2 separate regions of the Ovis aries genome follow, and region 2 is linked to region 1. The links are chromatin contacts, called in public Hi-C maps. All regions are on one chromosome and are shown on one strand. The core of a region is the stretch at or near the end of the contact, and the rest is flanking DNA. Distances in the headings are between cores, read along the strand shown.

Evidence for each region. Hi-C and Micro-C count contacts between places; a contact is called where the count stands out from the background.
Region 2: a Hi-C map of hypothalamus shows a contact between it and region 1, with 6 times the contacts expected there. The contact joins the enhancer-like site here to the promoter of ENC1 in region 1. A contact is called at or near these places in 12 of 16 Hi-C or Micro-C datasets (blood, hypothalamus, liver and 7 more).

What each region holds. Positions count from the first base shown.
Region 1 is chr16:7,075,863-7,082,262 of ARS-UI_Ramb_v3.0, forward strand. ENC1 (ectodermal-neural cortex 1) reads left to right here and starts at 4,991. Exons shown (of 3, transcript XM_027980005.2): 1 at 4,991-5,401.
Region 2 is chr16:7,865,274-7,872,423 of ARS-UI_Ramb_v3.0, forward strand. ARHGEF28 (Rho guanine nucleotide exchange factor 28) reads right to left here. Exons shown (of 37, transcript XM_060400313.1): 32 at 5,410-5,510; 33 at 2,479-2,517; 34 at 2,333-2,380. Among named protein-coding and RNA genes, the nearest start is that of TRNAR-UCG, 260 kb to the left of the region's middle. Within about 2 kb of position 3,353, at least 6 of the 54 cell types and tissues checked have an H3K27ac peak or open chromatin away from gene starts, as enhancers often do. A contact at or near this core is called in hypothalamus, where this site is marked.

The DNA.
Region 1 (6,400 bases), core at 3,741-6,240:
TCGCTAGTAAATGTCAAAGCAGGAATTCCAGCTTGGTTCCAGAGTCTCTGCCCTTAACCAATTAGTTGCCAAAAATAAAATACCATGTGGATACAGAAAGAGTAGAATTTAAATGCTAAGTGTCATTATCTCTAATTTTTTCTGTTACTTTTCTGTTTTTTCCCCAACCTTCTACCATCAAGTGCTTTTGTGATCAAAGAGAAAATAATAAATGCAGCTTTAAAAGCTTGACCCTAAAATCAATAACCCACCACAGGTTGTGAAGATCTTTGTTTTAAACGGCCCTGCAATAGAAGTAACAAGTCTGAATGGCTTGATTTACTAATGACCGGGACCTTACTGAGAAATACCAAGCAAAAGTGCCTCAGACGTGTCCCTCGGCTGTCCTGTAAGCAGGCAATAAACTACCACTTGCCATGTCACTTGGGGATGTGGAAAGCGACGGTCTCATGGAAAGAATGAATTCCCCAGCTCTAACCTTGAACAGAGGGGTGCAGTCCCATGGTGGTGCTCAGCACTGAAAGGTCACAAATATAGCCACACATGACTTTCCATTAGGCATCATTATATACAAGCCCCCTGTATTCCTAGATAGCAGCAACAAGCATTTGGAATTGGAAATTAAAAAGTCACACTATAATCCAACTTAATTCACAAAATACATGTAAAGTAGTCACACATATAATGGCTTCGCGTGCTAAGTCACATCAGTCCTGTCCAACTCTTCATGACCCCATGGACTGTAGCCCACCAGGCTCCTCTGTCCATGGATTTCTCTGGGCAAGAATACAGGAGTGGGTTGCCATTTCTTCTCCAACAGAAGCTTTTAGGAAACAAGTAAAAACTTATGACGATGCCAATTTGGATCCAATTCTAAGAATACTCTCAAAGTTTCTCATGACATGTTTAATGCAAATACAGTTAAAAAGATATAAATGCAGCAGGTGGTAAACCAAAATTTAGACAACTATCAGTTTAGACCTCTTGTTTCTTCCCAGAGAGACAAATAAGTGACTTGAACAATGCTGATGACTTCTCGCATTGATTATTTTACTTTTTTCCTATCCTTGTCTTTTTAATCAATAGTCAAATTAACAAAAAAAATTCTCCCTTTTATTAAAGAGTATTGCTGGTAGGATCTGAAGCCTCACTTCCGTAGTAGGTTTGTAGGCTTGTGTCTGTGTGTGAGGCTCAGGAGTCAGAGCAGGCACTGCACTGACGCCTCAGCATCTCCTTGGAGAATGAAGGACATCTTGCCTGGCCCTGGGGGTGCTAGCAGCAGCCCTCAGAACGGCCTCTGGGGAACATGACTGTGCCACGGCCCCTTTCCTGGGCAGCCTGCCTTCAGCAACTGGTAACACAGCCGACTACAGCCTGGCCTTCTCAGCCTACCTGGGGACAGCTCCACGGTGTCATCTCTGACCGAGACTGCGTCGCAGCTCAGCTTCTCCCCCTGCCCATCCTGCTGGGCTCTCTTTCCTCCCACAGGTGCTGAGCCCAGGACGCACGCATGCCTGCGCTCACGTGACCCACTGACCCACGCTGGGCCGGGGAGGGGTGGGCGGTGTGGCATGTCACCTCAGGCTGGGTGTTCACTTGCAGCTCGAATTTGACACTTGGGGAGGAACGGACACTCAGCCTCGGCTCCAGGCCACGCTGACTTCACATGCCTATCTCACAAACCACACGAGGAAGGAAAGCAGTGCCATCTTCCTTTCACACACTCAAAAAGAGGAGCAAAGAACAAAGAGGGCACTTTTGGAAGACTGGCAGGCAGTGTGCCTGAAAGGCGGGTGGGGCTTTCAGGGGACCACAGGAGGCAGGACGGCAGCTGCTGAGCCCACTGCTTGGTCTAATCCCCTGAGCGGTCCTGTTCCTGGTACTATGGGCACAGGGTGTTAATTAAATCATTCTCATTAATTCAGCCCAAGTGTAAATTAGGATGGAATGAAGATAAATTAGGTTTGAAGGCAGCTAATACATTTAACCCCATGCTGCTTCTTTTGCAGCCTAACAAAATAACATTGTTAAGGGAGATAACAAGGCCAAAGCCTTGGGCACAGCTTCCTAATAGCATTAAAAACGAGACCTTGGTTTGGTGTCACAAGGCAGAGGCGAAGACCAGCTCCCAGGGGCCCAGGGGACCGGCCTAACATCTTGAGGGAGGTGGTGGCCATTGTACAACAGGGATGTCTGTAGTTTCCCAAGATGTTTATGACTCATATCTCTGAAGCCTATATCATCCGGTTTGATCACAAGTCTATCTAGAGAGTTCTTCCTGTACAAATACAAGGCTTGCTCATCTTTTCTCCTAGCAAGTGAAGTGATAAGAACTACCTTTAGGACTGGCTGAGAGACGCTGGAGGAATAACAGTTTGAACGGCTGTGATCCTAAATTGCCAAATCACTTTCAGCTGTGAAGTAAACATTAGAAACTGCCTACAGGCCTGATAATTTCCCATGCATCGGCTCAAGCAAACCAGTGTACGGTTTGTAGGTCATTTGTCTTCCAGTTTTTATAACCCATAGAATAAGTAATTTCTTTTCCCTTCCTCCATGCTGCTTATCTCCCTAAGGCAGATGATGTGAATGTATATAGTCACTGAATACATTCAAGATTTTCCAGACCACAACTTTTTTTCCCCTTCTCTCTTCTTCAAGTGTAGAAAGGTGGCCACGTTAGGTAGAAAAGATACAGGAAAACAGCATAGGTGGATGACAGAATGGCCAGATGGAGTTCTCTTTTCTCAGTCCTGCCTGCTGAGCAAAGCTATTTGCAAAGACATGTAAACTTTGCTGTCCCCCCACCCCCTGTTTAAGGACACTCTGCATTTTCTGAGTGGTAAAGACGCAATAGAAACAGATGGCCTGTTCTTAGCTCAGCGGCTTCCTGTGGCAAAATCTCCAGCCAACCAAATGAACTGAGGACATGTGTTATTCCTAGGCAGGGTCATCTAGGTACAGGTCCCTGTAGATTTGGTAAGTAACTGAAATAAGAAGGAAATACTTCTCTTTAATGAGAAAAAGTGTATAATCTCTTACGCAGAACACCCGCCCCCAACTCAGTCCCACCTTCCAGGGCAGATATTAACATTTGGTCTTCGGAACCAACCTGCTTGTTTTTGACCCGAAGTCCAGAAAGATAAAGCCTAGGAGGAAGTGCCTCCAGAGGTTGCACTGATTACCTTCCCCCACACCTTGCCGCAGGCTAAGAAAACATGTTTTTAAGAGACATCTGTGCAATACAACACGTTTACCTCTCTCGGCTTTTCAGCACCTATCTCCAATATCTGCGGCCTTTCTCTGTCTGGTCTTCGCGGATTTTTATCCACATCTTTAGGAACCAGGGGTGGGCTGGCAACGTACCCGGTCTCTTTACCTTGCAGCTGGTAGACCCCCCTGCACGTGGGTCTGACCGGTAAGCGATCTGGCCTCTCTGGCTTTGTGGAGCAGTCTGGAGCCGCGACTCTGAATAATAAGTTAAAATATGAAGCAGACCTGTAAAGGCTCGTTCTGAAGCTGACGAGTTAATGCGAACAAAGGACTTCAGAGGGCACTGTCTTCCTTTGTTTGCAAGGAGCGAAATTTCTCAGCACGAATAACTGGAGGGCCCGTGCTTAAAGGAAAGTGGGGTTAAAGGACCGAGAGGGCCTTGATTTCTAGTCTCTGGATTGGGGGCGCGCCAGGGGGAGCCTCCTCTGCTTGTTAAACCATTTCTGCCTCTAATATTTAAAAGAAAGCTGGGAAGTGGGGATCTCCACTCTAGCTATAGGGCTAGGCCATTGCAAGTAGCCGTGTGCCCTCGAGCTGGACAATTCACTTCAGATCTCCCTGGACCTCAGATTCCCAATCCGTAAAAAAAAAGAGGGCGGGGGGCTGGACTGGTAATCTCTACAGCTCATTCATATACTTTATTCCAAATGTCCAATAAAAAGAAAACCAGGCATTTCAGCTCCCCGTGGAAAGACAAGCCCTTGGTACAAAGATCAAAAATGGGTTTCATAAATAGTGATTGCCGTTCGAGGTCTTCTAATCACTTTTCCTTTTCGTGGCACGCGGCGCTTCAAACGTGTATGAGCTGAACCATTGCTCTGCTGAACTCCTACCCAACACAACCTAGCGAAAAGCGATAGGAAAGGGCCAGGTCTGAGGGGGCGATTAAAGGTTTATCACTTCGGAGAGGTGGCGGCGTGGCCACTCCTTGGAGCAGTTGGTTTTGAATCAAGCGGCCACAGCGATTGGCTGCAAAGCACGTGGTGCGCGCTCCGCCGGACAGCGCCCGGCTGCCGCTGCCTAGGGCGGCGTGGGGCAGATTCCGGCCGCGGGTGCCGCACCCGCGGGGAGGGTGGGGGAGGACGTGGGGGCAGGAAGCGCCCGGGGCGCGAGTCTTTCCGGTCCCCTGCCCTACAACGGAGCCCTACAGCCCGGCTTTGCCCAACCTGCGGAGTGCCTACAGTGTCCAAAATTGTGTCCATACCTCGCCCCTGTCCTCTTTCCAGGTATCTCGCCCAGCGGGCAGGCTGTGTGCGCCCAGGGCGCGAACCACTAACACCCGTCTCGCCTCTTGTCTCTCTTTGCTGAGCCTCACGGCGGCTCCCGCAACGCGGAGCACACACCTGGGGGGCCGCGCTGTCCCCAACCACCCCAGAAGGGTCCCTCAGCACCGGACTCTGCTCAAGACACAGCGACCCAGGAAGACTTGTTTTACTCGCGATTCCCGAAGGCTGCAGCTGCTCGTGGCTGAGATTCCGCATCCTCTTTGTCTCTCTCTCTCTACTTGCCACAGCCCCCTCCCCCGCTTCCTCTCTCGATTAACTCCCCCGACACGCTCTCCTCCCCTTCCTCCTCCTCCTCCTCCGCCGGCCGCTTTCACGCGCTTCCTCCCTCCCTCACCTGGTGTCACTTTTTGCCTACGCGCCCTCTCCCCTCCCCTCCCCGCCCTCCCCTCCCCGTCTCGCCGCTTATAGCCGGGCGCTGGGCCGCCGGGCGCAGACTGCTCGGGCAGCCGGAGAGGAGGCGGCGCGGCCGAGGCGCTGCAGAGACCGAGTGGAGACGCCAGGCGGCCGCCGGCGCGCACGGCTCTTTCCAGCTCCCTCCCCCGAGCGTTCAGCCCGCCTCCTTCCGCGGCGCCTGCGGCCGCTGGCTCCCTCTTCCCTCCCGAGCGCCCTCCGGGAGCTGCTCCGCGGGTGGCAGGCACAGAGTCCGTGACCTGGGAGTCGTGAGACCGCGGCGATCAGCCCGCGGTGACCAGCCAGCGAGCCGGAGCCCCATGCGCGCTCCTTTCGCCGGGGCAGTCGCTGTTGCTCCCTGGGGCTGAGACGTCTGCTCCGTCGCCTCCCCGCCGGGTTACCGAGGCCAGACCCAACTAACTGGTTGTGCACTGTGGCCGGCCGCCACTGCTGTAAGTCTCCGCCACCGCCGCGGACCTGTTGCGGGCGCCGTGGGTGTCAGGTCTGCCTGTGTGTGTGCGTGCGCGCGCACCGCGGAGCCTGGAGCTCCGACTTAGGGGGCGGCGGGGAACTGCTCTCGGGCGGAGACCCCGGCCCGCCGCTGCGCTCCTCTGGCAGGCAGAGCCGGGCACTGCCCGAGGGGCCTCCTCTGAGCCGCTGGGGAGAGAGGAGCTCAGCCAGGATACGATCGACACCCCCCCGCGCCCCGCCGCCCCACTCCCCTCCGCGGGAAGGGCTGTGCCTAGCGCGCGGGATTGTTTGTCCCCTTGCACCCTACGCGGCACTGGAGTCACGCACAGACACCCCTAGTAAGGGCATGTTCACTGCGGCCAGATGTCTGTGGGGAATGAATGAAAACTGCTTTCTAAAAAATTATTTTTTTTGTCATTCAGGTTGTTTAGCCTTAACATGGTTAGTTTCGAAGGATAGGAATTGGTAGGCGGGGTGGAGATGAACCGCTGAACTTGGCGTGTATCTGGTGTCGCCCACACGGGCATGTGTTGAAGAGCGTTACAAGTGCTATAGAGGACTCTATGGTAAAATGCTTTTCTTGTTAACAGTCTCTTTATAGTGTTGTTCCTTTGTTATCAATAATGTAAATTGCCTGAGAAAATCTGCCCAGTTTCTCCTTCGATGGCCTGGAGATCAGGTTCAAAACTTAAAGAAATGTGACGCGCTGCTAAGTATTGGAGGCTGAGATCCTGGTTAAAGAGCATTAAGTGAACTGAAGTTACTGTAGCCAGAATTCCTTTTGATGTTCACTGGTAATAGCAGCCCTTTTCGCCTTCTCTGTAGAGGCAGGTTAAGTATATGTGTGCGTTTTTTGGCCACTTACTTGGCATGCAAATATTATTTCTCTGGGGGCTTAAAAAATGCCAAAAGGATGATTCATTCTGTGTTGAAGGTGTGTTTAGAGTCTGTGTACATGGTTTCTGCTGATGTTTTCATGT
Region 2 (7,150 bases), core at 2,103-4,602, 790 kb after region 1:
GGCAAACAAGCCTGGACACTCAATGTTTTCATCTCCCAAAAGTTAATGAACTGCACTCACACTATATTCTTTCTCAGTTAAAAATGTAGAAGAAAGAATGTTTGCTTTATATGAGAAATTAATCTCTAAGAACATCTACCCCAGACTAGCATATATAATGTAAGACATTAAAGGTATTCCCACTAAATCTTGAATAAGACAAAGGTGGCCACTATTATTTACTATTTAATATTACTATGGCCACTATTAAGACATTTCAGAATTTCTAACCAAAGGAGTAAGTCAAGAAAATAAAATTAATTTAATTATTGAAGAGTAGCCATAATACCATTACTTTCAATTTTTTACTTTCTACTTTGAATACACCAAAGAATCAAAAAAAAAAAAAAAAAACCCTGCTAAAACAAAAATTCAATGAGTTGGCCTATTAAAAAAAATTCAATACTTGTATTCATACCAGCAACCAATATTGGGGAAACATAATGAAAAAAAGAATATTCTGTTCACAATAGGAATAGAGACAAATATCCAGGAATACACTTAGCAGAAAAAAAGTACCTACATGAAGACAATTACAGAGATTTCCAACAGAACATAAAGTAACATATTCTCAGTCAAGAGAACCAATTATTGCCAAAGTGCCAATTCTCCCCAACTTAATTCATAAATATAGTAATATTGTAATTAAACTACCTGAGTATACGTTTAAGAAATTTGTCAGAGTGATTCAAAAGCTTTTATGAAAGAACATTCAGATATTTAAAAGAGTGGTACTTATCTTACTAATCTTAATAGATAAGATAATGGTACTAGATCAAGAATAGGCAAATGATCCATAGAACATCAGAGACATCTTGATGCAAAGTAGTGACTCAATAACAAAACAGCAATGTAGCATGACCATCTTTTCTGATGAAAACTTAGTATCAGACTTTATTTTCTTTTAATAGTCAACAGATTTAAGATATGAAATCTGAATGACAATAAACCAGCGGGGGCAGGAGTTTAATTTCAGTAGTAACCAAAAAACGCAAATTAAGGTCACGCGCTACCTTGACTTATTTTCAAATTGAGGAGAAGTAGAGAGGGGTGCTAATTATTTCGACAATGTCTTTCAAAAGCCTCAAAAACTGATTTCAGTAATTTATCCTACGGACACACTCAGATATGTTCAAAGAGGTCAGTGCACAAAGACGTGTGCTATAATATTATTAACAGACAAGTATATGTGTGTTAGTCATTTAGTGGTATCTGACTCTTTGTGACCCCTTTGTGGCTTGCCACGCTCCTCTGTCCATGGGATTCTTCAGGCAAGAATACTAGAGTGGGTCGCCATTCCCTTCTCCAGGGGATCTTCCTGACCCAGGGATCGAATGTAGATCTCCTGCATTGCAGGCAGATTCTTTGCCATCTGAGCCACCAGGGAAGACATAAACTATGAGGAATGGATTAATTCCATAGGCCTGAATATTATACACCCATTAACAACTGTGCTATAGAGACAACTGATGAATAGAGAGGTACAGGCTCCAAGGGTACACACAAAATGATTTCTAAAAACTGGAGGGATACATACCCCCAGACAACAGTAAGTCTCTCCACAGAATCACAAGTCATTTTAGTTACATGTATCAAGATTTTTCTATAAACATTGCTTTCACATCATTTAAAAATATTTTTTAACTCACAAATTGAGCAATTGGATGTATTCCGCCTTTCTTGTGCAGGACTTAGGGGATCATCCAGCCACAGAGCCCTCATTTTTAGGGTGCCTGTCTTTCCTGGACAGACAGGGAGCCATCTGATGGTAGACCCTGTGGGCCACTTGCCCTTTTGTGCTCAGCCTTCGTCACAGTGCCTGGCCCAGGGAGGGTCCTCAATGAATGTTAGGCGGATGAACCAAAGAAACGATGGAAGAGCGTGTGAATTACTGACTGCCCCAAAGGCCTAAGGCCACATGTGGAAGTGAAAAGAGTTTAGGTGTGAATTTAAGTTTTCACCAGAAAATGTGAAGTCATACTACACTCACTTAAGAGTTTCATTGCAAACTTCCAGCCAGATCATATTCATCAATATTTTTTAAAGATATGAACTGTTTTATGGCTTCAGAGAAGAATGGTATATAAACCACAGTAATGGTGATGCCTCGTGATTACAAAACCAGGTGAAGCTCAAAGCATCAGCAGAGTTACACTTGGGGTAGAGGTGGAGGGTTGGTGTTCTTTTAAGATTATTCATTACCTCTCAAATGTTCTAAATTTTAAAGTCTGGGACTCATCAAATAAAGTGAATTGCATGAGGGAAAACATTCACAGGGTCAGAGCATAGTTACCTGAAGGCTATATAAGAGACGAGTTAAATTCTGTATCGCTTGTATAATCTGAAAAATAAGATTGTGAGTGTCAAGTTTTTAAAAAAGCATTCATTATGCACAAACAAAGAAAGGATGGTGACATATTTAAAGGATGCAGAGCTCACCTCTGACTGCAAAGAACCTGGGAAACTTCTATATTCCACCTAAAATACACAAAAACATAAATAAAATGAACACTCACTCCACTCTTAAAGGCTGCACTGCAGTGTTCCACAGTCTATGACCTCAGGGAAATCACTGCTCTCGCTCTAAAACTCTTCCATAGTGACCGTTTCCTCCCAGAAAGCTAAGTATAGAATTCAACCACCAAAAGAGGAAAGAGAGCCCCCTCTGGGCAGCCTTGGTATCTGAGCTGCACGGCCACTTCCTTCCAGATGCACTCAGCCCTCCCTTAAGACACCCAGGGAAGATGCTCGGGGAACGCTGTAGGCTCAAAGTGACCACATGTACCTCATGCACGCAGCGTTGTAAATGGTGCTCTCTGCACCCAGGCTAGTCTCTCGGGCCAGGCTTGTATCCTGGAGGCCAGGCTTGGAAACTACAGGTCATCATGCCCAGTCTCTAACTCACTTTGAGATTTGGGAAGTCATAATTGCCGCTGGCTGGAAGGAGAAACCAGACCCAGAGGCAGCGCAAAGGACAGCACTCAGCCGGCCGGCATCCTCCGCTGAGAGCGCCCGGGGCCCAGGCACGGGCACCTAGGAGAAGCCCTGGCAGCAGAGGCCGTGAACAAGGCCACAGGAGACCATGTGCTCCTTGGGGGGTGGGGTGCATCTCCACCTGACTCCCTGCGTCTCTCCCCTGCACACACTGAGAGCACATGCGCATAGTCAGGGCTTCCAGTTTTCAGAATGCAACATCTGTCCATTTGTTCCCTGTCTTTTTTCTCTCGTTAGGATGCAAGCCAAGGAGTAGCAAGATTTCATCTGTGTATTCAGTGCTGTGTCTGCAAACCTAAGAGGGCTGCTTGGTGTGTAACGGACACGCACATGCCATACTATAGATAAAGAATGAGCAGCTACTGTGTCCTCCACACATCACACTGAGGGGATCCTCAGAGTCGCTGCCTTCCAAGGGCCTGCAGCCGCCTGCACACCGCTTGCAGTCTTATCTGAGCAGCTTTAAATCAAACCTCAAGGAACAGTTCTCAGGTAACCTGAAACTTGTTACATTCAATTAGTTCAGGCTGATGAGGCCACTGTGATGAGCTAGCCTGGCCTTTTCTCCCTGCCCTCTCACTCCTCACCCCACACTGCCCATGAAAGCTTTCACTACCAAACAGCATCTCAAACAGGGGAAGGACAAATGATGGCTCATTAGAGCTGTGCCCCACCCTCACGAAGATAACAAGAGCCGAGAACTCCCCGTTCCATAGTGAATTCTGGAGTTCTCTCCACTCCTGGTTTAGTCCCTGCGCTACACTCCACTGCATTTGTAAGATTGTATGGAACATAATTTTTATACTCTATAAAAATTAGAAACACAGAAATGAATTGGATTTATGCCACATGAAGTCTCTTATTCCCAAGATCCACTAAGCTTGATAGGAGACAGGAATTTTGAAATGTCATCTTTTTAATGGAGTTGGCCCGCCACCTTGTGGGGAATGTGCATAGCTGCATTAGGTGCTTTACACATGGGATATTTTGACGTTTGGGTTACAAATCCGAAATTTTGAAAAATTTTTTCAGAAATGCTTTTTAAACCTTACCATATTAAGAAAGATAATTACAAAACAGCCATCATATACTTCTTTAAAGTGTGATTTCAAATGATTCTGCTCTATAGGTCAATTCATTTCTCAAAATGCCTTATTAATGGCAAAATTTTCCAGGTAGGTTCATCCAAAGAGGAACCTGGACACCTCCTCTCTTACCTGGGACTGAATCATGGAAGGGGAGGACTTTAGGGGTGGAAGCCACCTCAGCTTTCCATTCAAAACTAATCAGTCCTTCCCCGACTTCCCTCCTCTAATAACAAAAAAGCAGCTGGAAACTACAGACTTGAAAGTGAAGTTTGCCCTGAAAAGAGCAGAAGAGCAGGAATGTTTAAGATAAAAGAACTTAGAGCTTACAGCCAGAATAAGTGGAGTGAAATCTAATGACTATATTCATTCTGGCCTATGAAGTTTGAAAAAGCACTAAATCACAGCCATCTTTTCTATGGCTCTTAAAATATCTTTGATTCCTCAGTCATATGTAATATACACAAAAATATCTGTGAAATATAAAATGTTACATAATTTACATAAAGGCTCAGATGTCATTTTGCCACATTAACACACGGTGGTATCTGTAATGCACCTCATTCAAGTTTAGATAAAGTAACTCTTGAGCCCAGGTAACCCTGGGAAGGCCCACTAGCCACCTCCCAGAATCAGGTTCTTATTCCCCATCTCTCTCCGACATCTCAGTTTCATCTGATGTTAATAGGAAATTTCATTTTAAAATTAAAAGACTGTTGTAACCTATGTGTATAGTACGCACAAAGAAAAAGTGATGCCACAAAGCAAAAACTGATTAGGTTAACTACAAGACTATCAAAAAGGCAGGTGACAGTAAGAGTGGTGAGAGGACAACAATCAGAAAGGAGAGGAAGGTAAAAGAAAGTGAAGAAGCCAGGACGTTCCAAAGTCAACATTATTTCGGCCACTTTGGCGTCACCTGGCTGCATAAGGGCCTGCAAGCCCAGGACCACCTCTCAGCCAAGAGGTACTAAATGTCGTGGGTGAAAAGCTGGAGGTTTGCAGGGCGGAAAGTGAGACCAGAAGCAAGAGCGCAGACACACAAATAAACATTTGAGTTTTCAATCTTTTTAATAACTTTTCATTTGTTTCTTGGTTTACACCTATACGATATCAGAAAAGCAAGAACATTTTAAGAAAAAAGGCAGAAAGTTTAAGTACGAATACTGAAGTAGAGAACAATGCAGAAAACACTTGCGGACTATTCACTGCTGAGGACAGACCAGGAGCTGAGGTTGTTTTATTACACAAAGTAACCGGTGCCATTTACTAGCAAGTCAGTTCACAATACCTTCTCCCCCGCATCAGAAACCGCCAGGTCGGTTCCCACACCCTGGGTCCCGGCATCCACATCCCAACAGCCTCTTCCTCCTGTCCCTTCTGTGACTAGTGCTGGAAGCACATCGTTGAGACAGAAACAAAAAGGACATCATCAAACATCAGCCAGCGGACGGGGTCCTTGGTACACAGCTGACACATATTCCAAGGTAAGAAACATCGCAACGTCACGTGTATCGAACATTCTTCTATGAGGTGCTAAAACAGAGCAGAGTAAAGTGCAGAGTCCCTGCCCCCAGGGAGCTTACACACTAGTAGGTGCCAATCTGACCCATGGCATCCAGCGTTTTTACTTTTCTTTCTTTCTGGCAGAGAGGTGTCTGTGTGATGTCTGTGGGACCAAGACGGTAGGATTCTGCATCTCATTCACTAACGGGGAAAGAGGCCTGGGGAGGGTCCAATAAAAACAGGCACAGCAGAGGAACAGTGAGGCCTGGCAGGCCAGCTCTAAGGAGACAGGTCTGGGAAGCCTCCTTCAGGGCCGGTACAAGAGCAGCAGGCCATAAACAAGGGAGGGGGCATCCAATAGGAAGAATGAAGCGTCTTTCTAAGCAGGTGAAGGTGGCAAAAACCGCATGAGCTCAGAGTCATGAAACTGATAAGCTGTCCTTATCTCCAAATAACCTACTAGTAATATTTTTAATACTCTCCATGTGTGCTTCCTCCCTTACAATTCTTGCTTATGCTGTAAATTCACATACACTATAAATACTATATACTTAATGTATGAAAACACAGAAATATGTTTAGCCCAGAAATATGATTAAGTACCAAAGAGATTTCACTCCATCCATTAAATCTCCAGTGGTGGGATTTTATTTATTTATTTATCCACCCCTGTGAACTCAGTTAAAATTTATACCATGTTCATCTTGCACAGATTAAAACTAGACTTTCCAGAGCCCTTTCCCACACAGAATTTCACCGGAACCCTCCCCAATCAGGACCTCATGAAATAAATATTCATTTGTGACACTGTATTTTTCTTCCCTTGGTACTATCTTGGAACTTTATTTCTGATGAAGGAAATACTTTTTTATTTAAGTTAATTAAACAATACTTAGATCTCTGGAAAATGAGAGCCCTCTATAATCCCAAAGGCCTCTTTTATTACGAAAACGCTTTTGTTTATGCAGAAACTGTTTCAAATTATATCAGCTAAAACTTAAGTTCATTTTGCCCAAGCTGGTCAATACTTCCTCTATAGTGAAGGGACACTTTATAGAGATTTTTCTGGCACTCAAAAATGGTTCAACTCTTGGATATTATTCCTAACGCCAAAAGAATTAGCCATTCTCTCTCTTGTCCCCCTCATAGACATGAGGACCACCAGATAGGGAAAGAAGCTGACGGTGAGCCAGATGAAGGCAAGAAGAGGGGAATGGATCAGGTCTGTATTCTCTTTCAGAACAGACAAGAGGTCTTCATAATTTCACAGGAAGTAGATTTACCTGTCTACCTGATTAGGTATACTGAGGACTGAAAACAGAGGATCTTGCTTGGTCTGTAATCTCAGACTGACATGGGCCTAACTTAGAAGGACCCAGTCCTTGAAGCCTGTCATAGGACTAACCCATCCAGTTACAGACTTTTTGTTTAGGAAAGTGGTTTTCACCCTCATCAACTCTATAAGGAGCATCAAACTCCGGTAGCACTGTGTCCCAGTCCAGCCCCAGCACTGAACACCAACCTGC